Linked DNA regions of Mus musculus: region 2 is linked to region 1. The links are chromatin contacts, called in public HiChIP or PLAC-seq maps. All regions are on one chromosome and are shown on one strand. Each heading gives the region's core, a stretch centred on a gene start, on an enhancer-like site or on the middle of the called end of the contact. The rest is flanking DNA. Distances are from core to core; before and after follow the strand shown.

Region 1 (6,822 bases), core at 754-3,253:
TAGAGGTTCTCCAATAAGGAAGGGAGCCGATTATAACAGAATCATGAGAGCTGCAGCTCTCAAAAGGAGGCTATTTTTTCCTGCCAACTATAGACACTTCCTTCAGCTTGTAGGATCTGATCTGTCTCCATATTCATATTTTCTGGGCCTTAAAGGATATTATCAGATGGAGAAGTAAAAGAGAAGAAAATTATCAAATACATTTACAAATAGATATATTTGTAAAGTACCAATAGAACTAAAAGTAGGGAAGATTTCTTGCCCCCCCCCCAAAAAAAAAAGTAGTGAGAACTTCAGAAAGTCAAAGCAGATGACTCAAAGCTGTTTTTGCTTTAAGAGAATCAGTAAAATAGACAGGAAAACAACACCCACATGTGGTAAAGAAGGCAGAGTGGGAGCTGTAACGGGTTGTCTTTACTCAAGACAAGAACCCTTCCACAAGCAGGGCAGTGGTGGCACATGCCTTTAATCCCAGCACTTGGGAAGACAGAAGCAGGCAGATCTCTGTGAGTTCAAGGCCAGGCCGGTCTACAGATAAAGAGTTCCAGGAGAGCAAGGGTTATATGGAAGCAAAACTCTCACAATGGGAACCCAGAATAACTTTTATAAAAACTTACAACATTCAAATATCAGGAAGGAATAGTAATGTAGTTGAGGTTTTCTTTAAGATACCCCCATAGCCCTGTGCCTCTCAAGTCAACAAGTCTTTCTTGTACTCCTAGGTTATCAAACTGACTGATTTCCAAAAAAATGCTGTGTCAGACTTTGGGGGTGGGGGGTGGTGGTGGATAGGAGAGGAATTTCATTACCATTACACTTCTGTACTTACCAGGGAATGTACTGTCATCTGGATGGATTGAATCGCTGATGCTTCTCTTCAAGAGGTGATAAATATTGGTTGCGGTCAAATCTATAAAAATAAAGACCTGACTCAGTCATCTAACTCAAGAGTTAACATAATCTAGGGCCTGTTTCCATTTCACTATCAGAGGATCTGAAGGCCAGTAAGTTGTAGACAGAATACATGTTGACCAAGTCTATTCAAGTGCTGACACCGCAGAGAAAACAGCCAAGTCTCCTCATTTGTATATGCTAATCAGTAACAAGAAATCAAAACTTCCTTCCAAAAGAAGTATATACGAACTATATACATTTCTTCCTAAAAATGTCTGCTTAATCAAAACAAGGAAAACGTAATATTGAGATTAGTCAAGTACGCCAAAAAAGCAATGCAGCTAAAATCTTTTAAAGCTGGTCATTTCTCTTTTTTTAGTGTGGAATGTTTCCTTCATAGAATGTAAAACTCAGATCTGCAGAACCTATCATTTCTTTCTGTGCTTTCTTCAAGGTGGTAGGAACGCCAAGGGACACTTCTTTCTGCAAGCATACCTTCCCTAAAAGCAAAAATTCGATGACTATGCCACCAGAAGATTCAACCAGGCAAATATTCAGTTCACCAAGCACTTGGGACACTGGCATCTAATACCCACAACTTTATATCTTTTCCATTGACATACTACTGCTCAGTTCTTATAGAAACTACTTCAGAGAGTTAGTTGCACGTTCCCGGGACCATTCGACCTATGCGCCTCCCTCCGGGATTTCATCAGAAACTCAAATCCTTCGCTTCCCCGCCGCCGGTCGTTCCCGCCTCTTCTCCGCCCAGAGCTTACCGGGCTGTTTGTCGGTGCTCTCCAGGGATGTCGCCTCAGTGCCAGGCTCGATCTCCCCACCCGCCACGGATCGAAACTTCCCTTCCCTCCAGGTGACCAGCAGCAAGTACCGATCCATCCTCTTCGCGCCCGGACTCAGTGTTAGGTCTCAAAAGAGCCGCGCGCAACGTGCACTTCCGGTTTCCTGCCGCTCAGGTTGGCTGCAAAATAATGTCCTACGTCGGTTTTCCCGCCAATTATTGTGGGAAATTATTCTCTCAGGAGCCACACTCTCTGCTCCTCTCATAACGAAACCGCTACCGGCGGGGACCCGAGTGTGGCGGGGAAGCAGATGAGCGCACGCGACGGCAGTAGGAACCTTCATGCTCGGGTGTCTGTGTTTCCCGCCGGACCCGTGGTGCTGGTTCCCCGGCGGGGCGGGTGCAAAGTAAAGGACGCCGCGGGTCGGAGAGCATGTCCAGCTTCTCTAGGGCGCCCCAGGTGAGTTTGCGCGTTTCGGGCAGGATAGTGTGCTCAGTACGCTGGCGAAAATGAAGAGCAGTGTTCACAGGGATTTAGTGCAGAAGCTGAGCTTTCAGGGAAGCTGACACCCGTACCCAAGAAATGCTTTAGGAGTCACTTACCAGAGGGTTGTGAGTCTGCCTACCACTTGATATCTTTGTTTTGGCTCCTTTCTCTCCTCAGTCTGCCCCTTTCGTGTCTTTTGTTCCTTGCGGAAAGAGAGCTAAAGTGAAATAATAGGTTGAATGACGTGGGGCAGTAAAAACCACTAAAAGATGTTTATTTTTGTTTAGTACAGTAGGGGAGGGGGAAGGGAAGGTGTGGAGCTGTAGCTGATGTAGCGTAGCATGCCTGGGTTCCATCCCCAACACCGCATAAACCTGGAATTATGGTGCACGCATGTTATCCTAGCACTTGGGAGGTGGAGGGAGAAAGATCCGAAGTTCAAGGCCAGCCTTCTCCGATACTTAGTGAGCTTGAAGTCAAGCCTGCGCTGCTTAAGACTGTTTATAAAGAATGAAGACCTGTTGTAGAGTTTTGACCTAGAAGTCTTAGGCATCAGAAGGATCAAGCAAGCACTCAAGCCGCCAGGTGGAAGATAAACTGTTCACAGATGGGAGATCTTTGAAGGGCTAAAGGGAGAATTCAGTTAGAATTCTATTTTAGTGTACCACACAAAATACTCATTTTACAAGTCAGGCTGAAACATTGGAGTTCTAAGAAGTCCACAATATATATTAAAGATTTGAATGTGGGTGTAAAGAGAAACAAGAATAACTTTTAAGAATTCTGGTTTGGGCAACCGGAAGGCTGACTCATAGGGAATACTGAAACTGAAGCAGATTCTAGATAGAAGAGAAAGAATTAGTTTCTGATATGTTAATCCAAGACAACTCCTAGCCTAACACTACTTGAAGTACATTTCCTTTAAATGTAGTTGTTACCTGTCTATAATCAGGTAAATAACAGATGTGAATATTTAAAACTTTGACAGCAAGTTGACATGTGGCAGTATTTCTATTATTTATCAAGCTTTTTTAAAGTATTAGTTCACATGGAATGTGGTAAACTTGTCTTTTGCGTATGCATAGGCTAGTTTAAAATTTAGGATAACTAATATGAAACCACAAGCTTATAAGTGTATTTTTCTAGCATATAATCCTTGTGTATATGCATATGAAAGTACCTGGACAAGATCTTTCTGGAATAGAGATAATTTCCTTAGTTTGGAGGCATTGAAGACAGTGATTTTATCAGATGACCTAAAGATGTCTTGGAAGACAGGCCTGTAATACCAGCTATTCTAGAGAATGAAGTGGGGATAGTTGTAATTTCAAGCCTTTGGCGGGTACAGGGTGAACTCGAGGCTAAGCTGAGTAACTTGGTGAGACTCTTGTCTCAAAAGCATGAAAGGGGTTAGTGATGGGTCTCAGTGGTAGAGTGCTTGCCTGGTTTCTCAGTTCTCACACACACATAGACATACTGAATCTAAGCTATACTGCTCTGATTGCATAGTTGTGTTTAGCTCTCCTAGAACTGAGTTCTTGAATAATCTTCAGTTGGCAGTTGGCCACTCAGCTTTCTGTGTAACATGCCTTACTATCTTAATGCCATAACAAGAAAAGACCTCAGAACTGGTAATGGAAACAAATTACACACCCACACAAACTAGTGATAGTCTGTTTTTCAAAGTAATTGCTGGCATTAGTTATAGAATACCCATAATAGTGTATAGTAATGGTTTTAATTGTTTCCATTTTAACTAGAATTTTCTTATTCTCTTTATTTCCTAGCAATGGGCCACTTTTGCTCGAATGTGGTATCTCTTAGATGGCAAAATGCAGCCCCCTGGCAAACTTGCGGTTATAGCATCCAACAAACTGCAAGGATTAAATAAACCAGTGTACCATCAGCTGAGTAAGTACTGCCTTAGATCCGTCATGGGCAGCCGTGCTTTACAACTCCAGAATAGGAACTTCATGAGGTTTCACGGGACTGTGTTCAAGGGCTCCTTTCTGCGTGTATATAAAGATTCTCTATTCTATTCCTTCTGGAAGACCTCATCAGGTGCTAAACTGAATTTGATGGTGTGTGTGTGTTTTAAACAGTCCCATTTGATACTATTACTAAACAAAAACCCACCAGTAACCTTACTTGCACTCCAGTGCTGTCCTGATTTCCACTGTAAATTGAGTTTCCCTTCTTCCACTAGTCTCTTCTCATGACGACATGCCTTTGAGTGGAGAGGTTTTAATAGATGTTGCCTATTTTCTAAAATTTTTCCCCTGGGAAGGTAGAGCCAGCTTGATGTGATAAGTTGCCTTTCACTCTTGAATTGAAGATTTGTTTCTGTATGCTGTTTATAAAATAAACTTTTCATTCTAGAAGAGTTTTGCTTGTAGGCATTTCGACATGACCTTTTACTGAGGCATTTTCCTGTCATATCCAAATTTTCCTCACACTGAAATGTGGACACATCCTAGTGTGCAGTCTTTGGACCTCTTCTCATTCATTAAGTTGCTGATTTCTGCCTCAGATCTCTAAAACCTATGTGTATGATAATACTTCCATATGCCCGTCTCTGTTTTTGACCTGTATGCTGAACTCTGAACCTACTGTCTGCTCAGCATGTCCTCTTGGATATCCATTAGTCATCAGCCCAGTTAGAGACATTATACTCCTGGTTTTCCCTACCCAAACCAACTGGCCTTCTCAATTTTCCCCATCTTAATTCATAGTGTCTGTGTCCTTTCTGATGGTGTGGTTTGAAGTCTTCTCTACTTCTGTGTCCTGTGACTCTTCTTCTGTGTCCCTACACCCTGCCTAAACAGCATGCTGAATCTATAAACTAAAGAGCAGCGTTCCTGCGATCCGGCACCATCTCGCCACCCCTTCCTTCTGTACTTTTTTGGACTGCTGTTCTGTACACTATTTTGTTCATACATAGTTTCTGCACAGAAAACTTTAAGAAAAAAAAGGCTTAGTTATCGTTTTCCAAACAAAAGAATAAAACACAAAGTGGGCATGTCCCCTGCAGGACTCATTAATGGGGCTCCTGCACCTCCTAACATTATTCTCGCCTGCCCCTGAGCAATCCTCTGTGGCCTGCTGTTGTCTCCTTAATTGGCCTGAGAAGCACAGTTTTGCTTGGGTAGCTTTCACGCACCCTTCTCTGTCTGCATGTTCTTCCCCAGTCCTCGTTGGTTCTTTCCTTTGTGCCTTTTGTATTTCTGGCCAGTTATTTCTGTCCTGAAAAGGGCCTTTCTGGAGCCCTCTCTCCAGTTGCCCATTCATCCTTTACATTGCCATTTTTTTCTGAAACAGCATTTTAGGTATCACTTGGCATGAACCCACGTACTGTCTACTTTTCTTTGCTAAACTTTAAAAAAACAGGAATTCTAAGTACCTATGATAGTGTTCCACACACAGTTTAAATCTAAGAAATGTTTGCATTTATGAATACTAATTAAGTAGATGAAAAGAGGAAAGAAAAAAAAAAACCTTTCCAGCTAGTGCCTTGGCATTTGAGCTGCTAGAGTTTGAGTTTGAGATCTATGGAGCTATAGCAAGAAAAAACGTGTTTCGGATGATTGGATTTAGTTAAGAGCATGGCTTTATCGTTTTTCTCATTTGTTAATCCTGTTGCTCTTTCTTCTGTAATAAACTTTCAGTGGAGTATGAGCATAATCCATACTCTGAAGTCTGTGTGTAGAATATGAATGTAAGGATTCTGCCATGCTCGAGCACCCCCTGCAGTGTGTGGTCCAGGCCAATCACTCATTAGGAGTATCATGTACAGGACAGTTTTAAAGAGATGCTTCACAGATACAGGCACCTCTTGGTCTTCCTGGGAGATTGGTTCTATAGTCACTGTGACAACTGGATTACTAAATATTGCACAGCACGTCAAGAAGAAATGCATGTCACAACATTTCTATCCACTCAATATCTAACCTTGTTTTTGTGGGTTTCTGTAAGGATCTTAATACACGCGCATGCACGCACACACACACACACACACACACACACACACACACACACACACGCATGCATATTAATTCTTTAGCACTGAGCTCTTAACCCACAACATTATAACTCACTTGTGAAACTTACTTAATACACATTTATCTCTCCAAGCACATCACAACCTTCCTGTACTTGAGAATTACACAGCATTCTAGTACCAAAGTTGAGGGGCTCTTTAAAGACTGAAGGCACTTAAAAAAACAAAACAAAACAAGCACAGAGGCTACGACAGAAAATAACCTCCTTGGTGGCATTGCTTGCATTTGAGAGAGAACAAACAGCACATTGCTTTCTGTAGCCACCGCTGGCAATATGTGTATCTAACAGCTAAGGGAATTCACAAATATGAGCAATGAAATCAACTGAATTTTGAAAGAAAGAAGCAGCAGCATTTGTAATAAATGTAATAAACTTTTAAAAAAAAGTTGGCAGACCAAAAACATATACTTTCATAGAATTGCAAATTTATACAATTTTTTTATGACTTGAGGTATTTAACCTGCTTCAGAGGTAGGTAAAAATGCTGAGAGAAGAGTTTAGTGATATTCTCATTGCCCTTCAGCTCCCTCAAAGCAGAGCTGGGACTGGAATTTGGGGTCCTGCTTCCTTGCATAGGAAATTC
Region 2 (6,799 bases), core at 129-2,628, 770 kb after region 1:
GTAGTTTGTGTGTTTTGTGAGATAATCCCTGGACCCCAACTAAAAGCATCATATAGGCTAAGCAGTCGCAGTCCAGACTCTTGCTTGTTTAGTGTATAACCATCAGTGAATTGCTCTTGGTCATCTGTGATTCCCACCCTGTGAAGGTAGACTTATGGGGATGACATCACCCTGCAGAGGTCATGAGGAAGAGTTGTATGATTTTGATAACGTGTACAAAAAAGATGTTATGTACTAAAAACATTTTACTAATGTTATTTTTAATCATAATGAAATACTTTTTTATGTTTGTAACTTGTTCTCATGTCTATTCCTATAGTCAATATTTTCCCAAACCAATTCATCATGATTCACTTCTGATGCAGTTAAGTGACTTGATTTAGGTCAGCCAGGAAGTTGAGTACCAAGTTAGGAGCACCAAAATATGAACACAGTTCTCTGTGATTTCAAGGCTCACAGCATTAATGGAGTACTGTCTAGAAGTGGAAATGACCATGTTTTAGCTGTCTAAAATTCCTATCTCTGAACTATAGTAACAATGAATAAAAACTGATTCTGTAGGATAATTCTAAAATCATGGATGTTCTCAACCAGGGATAGGTGTGTGTGCATGTGTGTGTGTGTGTTTGTGAGTGTATGTGTGTGAATGCATGAGTGCTGGAGTGCTGTGTAGTATTAGGGATAAGGTGTGTTTGATGTGATATAGTGACGATATTGTATCTGTGTGTGCTAGATATGGTAAAATAAATGTTAAAAGATGAGTTATGCCTGGACAAGCTGGATAGGAAGGATGAAGATTAGAAGATAAGAAGAATCTTCTTTATCTGGGAAGGAAGGCCTCGGCGATGTCGTTCTAGATGTAGGGAGTTTCTTCCACTTTGCCAGAAAAGGGAGAGTCTGGCTGGATAATGCTAGGGCTGGTGTGATCAGCCAAGTGCATAGCAGGAGTCTATAGTTGGTGAGGTAGAAGGCTATTAGATCAACATTTGTTCTTTAGAAATGTTCATTTGTTATTCTTAGGAGTGCTTTTTACTTCTTCTCCAGAAAACCACAGCTCTGAGTATTACTCTTGAATAATGCCTAACACTCATTTGGCAATGAGTTAGACAGACTGCTGTTACAGATTCAATAAAAAACAGCTTTTTAAAAAACCCTCACACAGCTGCTTGAGGAAACTGATCTCTTTACATGTGGTCTCATCTCCAAAGAAAAAGGAATTAAAAAAAAAAAAAAAGAGTCATCTCCCCAGAGTGGGGAAAAGTAGACATATTTTATTTTGGGTCAAGATTTCATTGACCAAACACCCAATGTTACCAAAGCAGAAGCCCGGTCACAGTAGCTGGAATTCAATAGCTGGCTAATTTTCTTTTCCACAGTTCCCTCAGTGTCTCCAGCTCCACCCTTTCCTACTTGGCCTGTGTTTACAGAGCCTTAGGCACAGTCATGCTGGTTGATTTCATGTAATCATGGTTAAAGGGATCAGCAGCCTGTGTCTAGTTGCCTGGTCAGTCGCTGTTGACTGCTGAGCACTCTGACAGGATCATCTGTGGCCAGGGAGAGAGAATGACATGAAACTAGGCATAAGACCATAAGATGCCATTCAATGTTTGAAGAGAGCGAATGGTCTACGAGCTAGATTACAAAGTCTAGTGCATGAGTACAGGCAGTGAGGTTATATAGGGACTGTGTTTTGAGGAGCAATTCGTCTTTGTAAAGAGAAGCATCCATGGGTTGACTTCAGAAAAATCGGTGCAGTTCAGGAGGATGAAGCTTGGGCCTCTGTCCCAGAAGTAATAGAAATCTAGATGATCTTTTGTTGTTTTGTTTGTTGTTGTTATTAAAGAAAATCTCCAGAGTTGTTATGTTGGCAACTAATTTAAGGTATGTATTTTAATTGTGTTTCTGTAAATAAAAGACATATGTACATTGCATTGCACACATCGTATAGGAAACCACTTTGTAACTTCCAAGGGCAGAGAGATGAGAAGAACAGCAGATACAAAGCAGTTCGGTGAGTGTTTTGATAGGAGAGGCCTAGGTGTCCTTTAAGACTAGTGGCAAGGCCAGAATACGCTGACTAAACAAAGTGGCCTCCAACTTGACCAGAGCTGGATGGGTGAAAGGCAGTACAGTGAGGCAAACCCCAAAGGCTGAGACTGGGGAACCATGGTTCACAGGGTGTCTTAGTCAGTGTTTTAACTGTGACAAAACACCATGACCAAAAAGCAAGTTGGGGAGGAAAGGGTTTATTTGCCTTACACTTCCAGATCATAGTTCATCACTGGAGGAAGTCAGGACAGGAACTCACTCAGGGCTGGAATCTGGAGGCAGGAGCTGATGCGGTGGTCGTGGAGGGGTGCTGCTTACTGGCTTGCTTCCCGTGGCTTGCTCAGCTGCCATTTTCTAAAACCCAGGACTACCAGCCCAGGAATGGCACCACCCTCAATGGTGCCCCATTGATCACTAATTGAGAAAATGCCTTCCAGTTGGACCCAACTGTGGTTCCTTTCTCTGTGATGACTCTAGCTCGTGTCAAGCACACACACACACACACACACACACACACACACACAGAGGCACATACACACACACAAAGGGCTGCTATTTACAATTAGGCAAATGGAGTCTATGGCAAGTTGATTTCTGCCTTTTGTAATCAAAGAATATTGAGATATTAGTATTTTTCTCAGTGATGAAGTCAATAAATGTGATGGCAGGATTGATCAGAGACCACTTAGAACTCACACCGGTAACAGTGGTAACAGTAACTGTGCTTTTTGGCAGCTATTAGCCATTCTGTAAAGGAAGAGAACAAAGAACCTGATGACTTGGTCAATGGCTGACTCAATTGTTGTCATCACAGCTTCTTTTTTGAGTCTGGTCTTCACATAGATCAGGAGCCTTTAGGCTGACTTTATGCTAATGGAATTTGAGACCATTAAAACACTCAACTTTGATTATACATCCTGCCCTCTAACCTAATTCAAGTGGAATGTGGGTACCTTCATGGAGCTTTTTATAAAAGGTGAGGCACCCAGAGGCTGGTGAAGGGCTCATCCTTATAAGGATGGCATGCTGGAGAGTGCATGCGTTAAGGTTGCACGCACACTGAGAGAGTGAAGAACGAATCTTGCTACTAAGTGGAATGACCCAGGACAGAGTCAGAACAAGGATGCTACTTCAACATGGTAGGAAACCATGGGATGTTGGACTCAAAAGACTTGAGATCATAAAAGTCCTGGGGGAAAAAAGGAGAGAAATGGTTTCACCCTAAGGGACTCTCAAGAACCTTCATAACTAAACACAAAAGATACCTTTTGGGGTCAAGACTATTGTTAGATATAGGGTAAAAGTTAGTGGAAATTTGATGCTCGTCATACATGTCTGCATCCTGCTTTTGATGACTGCATGGCACTTCTGTAGGAGAATGCCCCTGCTACTAGGATTCCACACTCAGCATGTGGTTGAGGCATCATGCCTACACTGACTTCAATTGAGCTGTTAAAAGTCTTTACTGTAGCAGACGATATGGGTCCTTGGGTAAAGCACCCATTCTGACAACCTGAATTCCATCCCCAGGACCCACTTTGTGGAAGAACAAAACCAAAAAATTCCAAGTTTTTCTCTGACCTCAACACACATAATGTGGCACATGTATACACACTGACACACAGACACAAGCAAACACACACACACATACACATACACACACACAGAGTTCAGAGTTTAAAAACTGAATTCAGGAGAGATAAAATTAATGAAGACAGTTCAAGTTAAAACGAGGATGAAATTGCAAAACTCAGTAAACCAATTGAATCCCGAGGAAAGCCTTGCTGGTCCAATAGACTAGGACGAATAGAAAATAGAATAGAATACCAGGACTTGAAGACAGAGTAGAGGAAGAGTACCACTCAATCACAGAATATTAAAACATACAAAAGGATCATGTAAGAACTTTGAGATACCATGAGAAGATCAAATTAATTAATTTTGATCATAGAACAAAGAAAGGAATAACAGGTCTATTATATGGACCATATCTTCAACTGAATAATAGAAGAAATCCTCCCCAAATTAAGGAAAACATACCCAATAGAGGAAGCACACAGAGTAGCAAATAGGAGCAGAATGAAAACTCCCCCTGGTGTATTGTGGTTAAAACAATAAAGGCATAGAACAAAGAATGGGTATTGAAAATTGAAAGATAGCTGGGCGGTGGTGGCTCACTCCTTTGATCCCAGCTCTCGGGAGGCAGGCAGAGGTTGATGGATCTCTGTGAGTTTGAGGCCAGCCTGGTCTACAGAGTGAGTTCCAGGACAGCCAGGATTACACAGAGAAACTCTTTCCTGACACTGCTTTCCACCCCAAAAAAACTGAAAGAGAAAAACCACAAGTTACATATAAAGGAAAATCTATCAGAATAACAAATGACTTCTCAATGGGAAAAAAGTGTGCTGTATGTGTGTGTGTTGTATATGTGTGGGATGAGGGTGGTGTGTGTGTGTCTGTGGTGTGTATGTGTGTGGTGTGTTATACATGTGTAGGATGTGTGTTGTGTGAGATATGTGGTGTGTGTGTGTGTTTGTTTGTGTGTGTGTGCGTGTATTTAATGGCACTGGGAATTGAAACTATTCCCTTGTACATCCTAGACAAATGCTCTACTGCTAAGTCTCATTTCCAATTTATGGTTTAATGAACCATGATCTTATTATATAACTCAGATAAACCTTCAATTTGTTGTACAATCCAGGCTGTCCTTAAGCTTTCAATCCTCCTGCCCACTCCAAGTGATGAGATTACAGGTGTACTGGCCAGTTTCATGTCAACTTGACACAGCTGGAGTATCACAGAGAAAGGCACTTCAGTTGGGGAAATGCCTCCATGAGATCCAACTGTAAGGCATTTTCTCAATTAGTGATCAAGGGGGAAAGGGCCCTTGTGGGTGGGACCATCTCTGGGCTGGTAGTCTTGGTTCTATAAGAGAGCAGGCTGAGCAAGTCAGGAGAAGCAAGCCAGTAAAGAACATCCCTCCATGGCTTCTGCATCAGCTCCTGCTTTCTGACCTTCTTGAGTTCCAGTCCTGACTTCCTTTGGTGATGAACAGTAGCATGGAAGTGTAAGTCAAATAAACCCCTTCCTCCCCAACTTGCTTCTTGGTCATGATGTTTGTGCAGGAATAGAAACCCTGACTAAGACAACAGGTGTACATCCTATCTCCCTGCTAGGAAAGCACTTTAAAAAAAAAAAAAACCCACATATTTGTCAATCTCATCTCCGGAGAATCTTGATGGATACCCTGGGGGCTGATCCTGAATGATGTTACATTATTTCCAGGAGAGTTTGCTGTGAGAGTCCAGAAGGGGTGGGGGAATACAGGCCCCAGATTCTGGTGGGAAAGTGGGATGCATACTGGAACAAAGAAGTTGTCAATTAGAGCTGAGTATGCAGACCACACCCATTCACATTCTATCACTGAGTCAGGGAAACCACAAGCCACACTTCATGCAGGCCTGTGGAGAACTCTCCTGGTGGCATGAATAGTATCAGTTCTTTTACTAGGAGACTAAGATCCAGAAGGCTTATAGGCATGCATTTTCCAGATTAGGGATATGTCTTCTACCTTAGCTCAGATTCCGTTGCCCCATCAGGTTCATGTCCTTTTTACTCCCTTAGTCGTTCTTGCTCATGATGCAAGGAAAGGTTGGATGGTCAAACTAATTTTCACATCTCCTCTCCAGTGTTTCCCTTCTCATCTAATTTACTCTGTCAATGGCTTGGAAGCCTCCAAGAGCCTTGTTTGGGGCTGGATGTGCAGGGAGGGTGATAGTAGGTTGCACTTCAATGAACCCTGTAGATGACCTTGCCCGGGCTCATTTCAGGATCAGCTTACCTGTTTCTTTGGGGAACACAGCCATCTTTGTCTTCAAGTGGTTCCAAGCAGAGGGGAGAAGTAGCTTGAATTTGAGAGCAAGCCCTTGAAGGGCGCCATGAGTTCTGATCATTTATTAGTGCTTTACTACTGCAAATTAATCTCAAATCTACACGGGGGCCAGAAGTAGCCGGAGGTGTAGGAATGGCTTCCCCCACCCTTGCTTGACTGGAAAGTTAGAACATTTCCCACTTTCGGTGCTCAGAGCATTGGGGTTAATTGGGGTGATTTGCTTATTTTCAAAGCTTAACAGATGATTGCCTGTTCTGGCACCCTTTCCTGATCAAGGTAGTGCTGTTTTATTTGTGTCCTGTAAGTTTTATAAATAGTCCTCTCTAAGTTCATTTCTCACTTCATAATCTCTTTGAAAAGAAGCTTTTTTTTTTGAGGTGGAATTCACATATGATAAACTCACCTTAAAAGCAGAGACTTTATGAGAGTCTATGAATGTAAACACCCATGTAGCCTTCACCTCCATTCAGACATGGAATATTCCAGTATTCCAGGACACCCTCCTCCCCCTGTCCCTTTGCTCTAGTCTCTCCCTGTTCGGGGACACCACAAGTAAATTGTTTCAATCCTGGTTTTGCCCATCTAGCAGTTTGTATAACTAGAAACATACGCTATGCCCTCTTTCCTGTCAGGCTCCCCGTGCTTAGCGTAATTTCGAAAAACTGTCCATGTTTTTTTGCGTCTGTCAGTCTTTCACTACTGTCTTCTCCCATCTTAGCATCATTTATTGACTTATAAGTATACATAATTTGCATTTCAAACATTTTATTTTGAAACAGCTTAGACTTACAGAAAAGATGTAAACGGTCAAGTAGAACTTCTTACTGTACTTTATTACCTGTATGTTTTAATGGGGCA

The links. HiChIP or PLAC-seq counts read pairs in DNA pulled down with a chosen protein or histone mark.
Region 2: a contact with region 1 is called in a FOXA1 HiChIP or PLAC-seq map of pancreatic cancer cells. The contact joins the enhancer-like site here to the promoter of Mtbp in region 1. A contact is called at or near these places in 4 of 39 promoter capture datasets (the HPC-7 cell line, embryonic stem cells, hippocampal neurons and 1 more), 2 of 484 Hi-C or Micro-C datasets (the HPC-7 cell line and embryonic stem cells) and 1 of 115 datasets of contacts at active chromatin or transcription factors (pancreatic cancer cells).

Annotation. Positions count from the first base shown.
Region 1 is chr15:55,552,589-55,559,410 of GRCm38.p6, reverse strand. Mtbp (Mdm2, transformed 3T3 cell double minute p53 binding protein) reads right to left here and starts at 2,003. Exons shown (of 22, transcript NM_134092.3): 1 at 1,674-2,003; 2 at 830-910. The coding sequence starts at 1,791. It overlaps Mrpl13 (mitochondrial ribosomal protein L13), which reads left to right and starts at 2,099. Exons shown (of 7, transcript NM_026759.3): 1 at 2,099-2,153; 2 at 3,968-4,091. The coding sequence starts at 2,127.
Region 2 is chr15:54,786,065-54,792,863 of GRCm38.p6, reverse strand. No RefSeq gene overlaps it. Among named protein-coding and RNA genes, the nearest start is that of Ccn3, 44 kb to the right of the region's middle. Within about 2 kb of position 1,378, at least 17 of the 459 cell types and tissues checked have an H3K27ac peak or open chromatin away from gene starts, as enhancers often do. A contact at or near this core is called in pancreatic cancer cells, where this site is marked.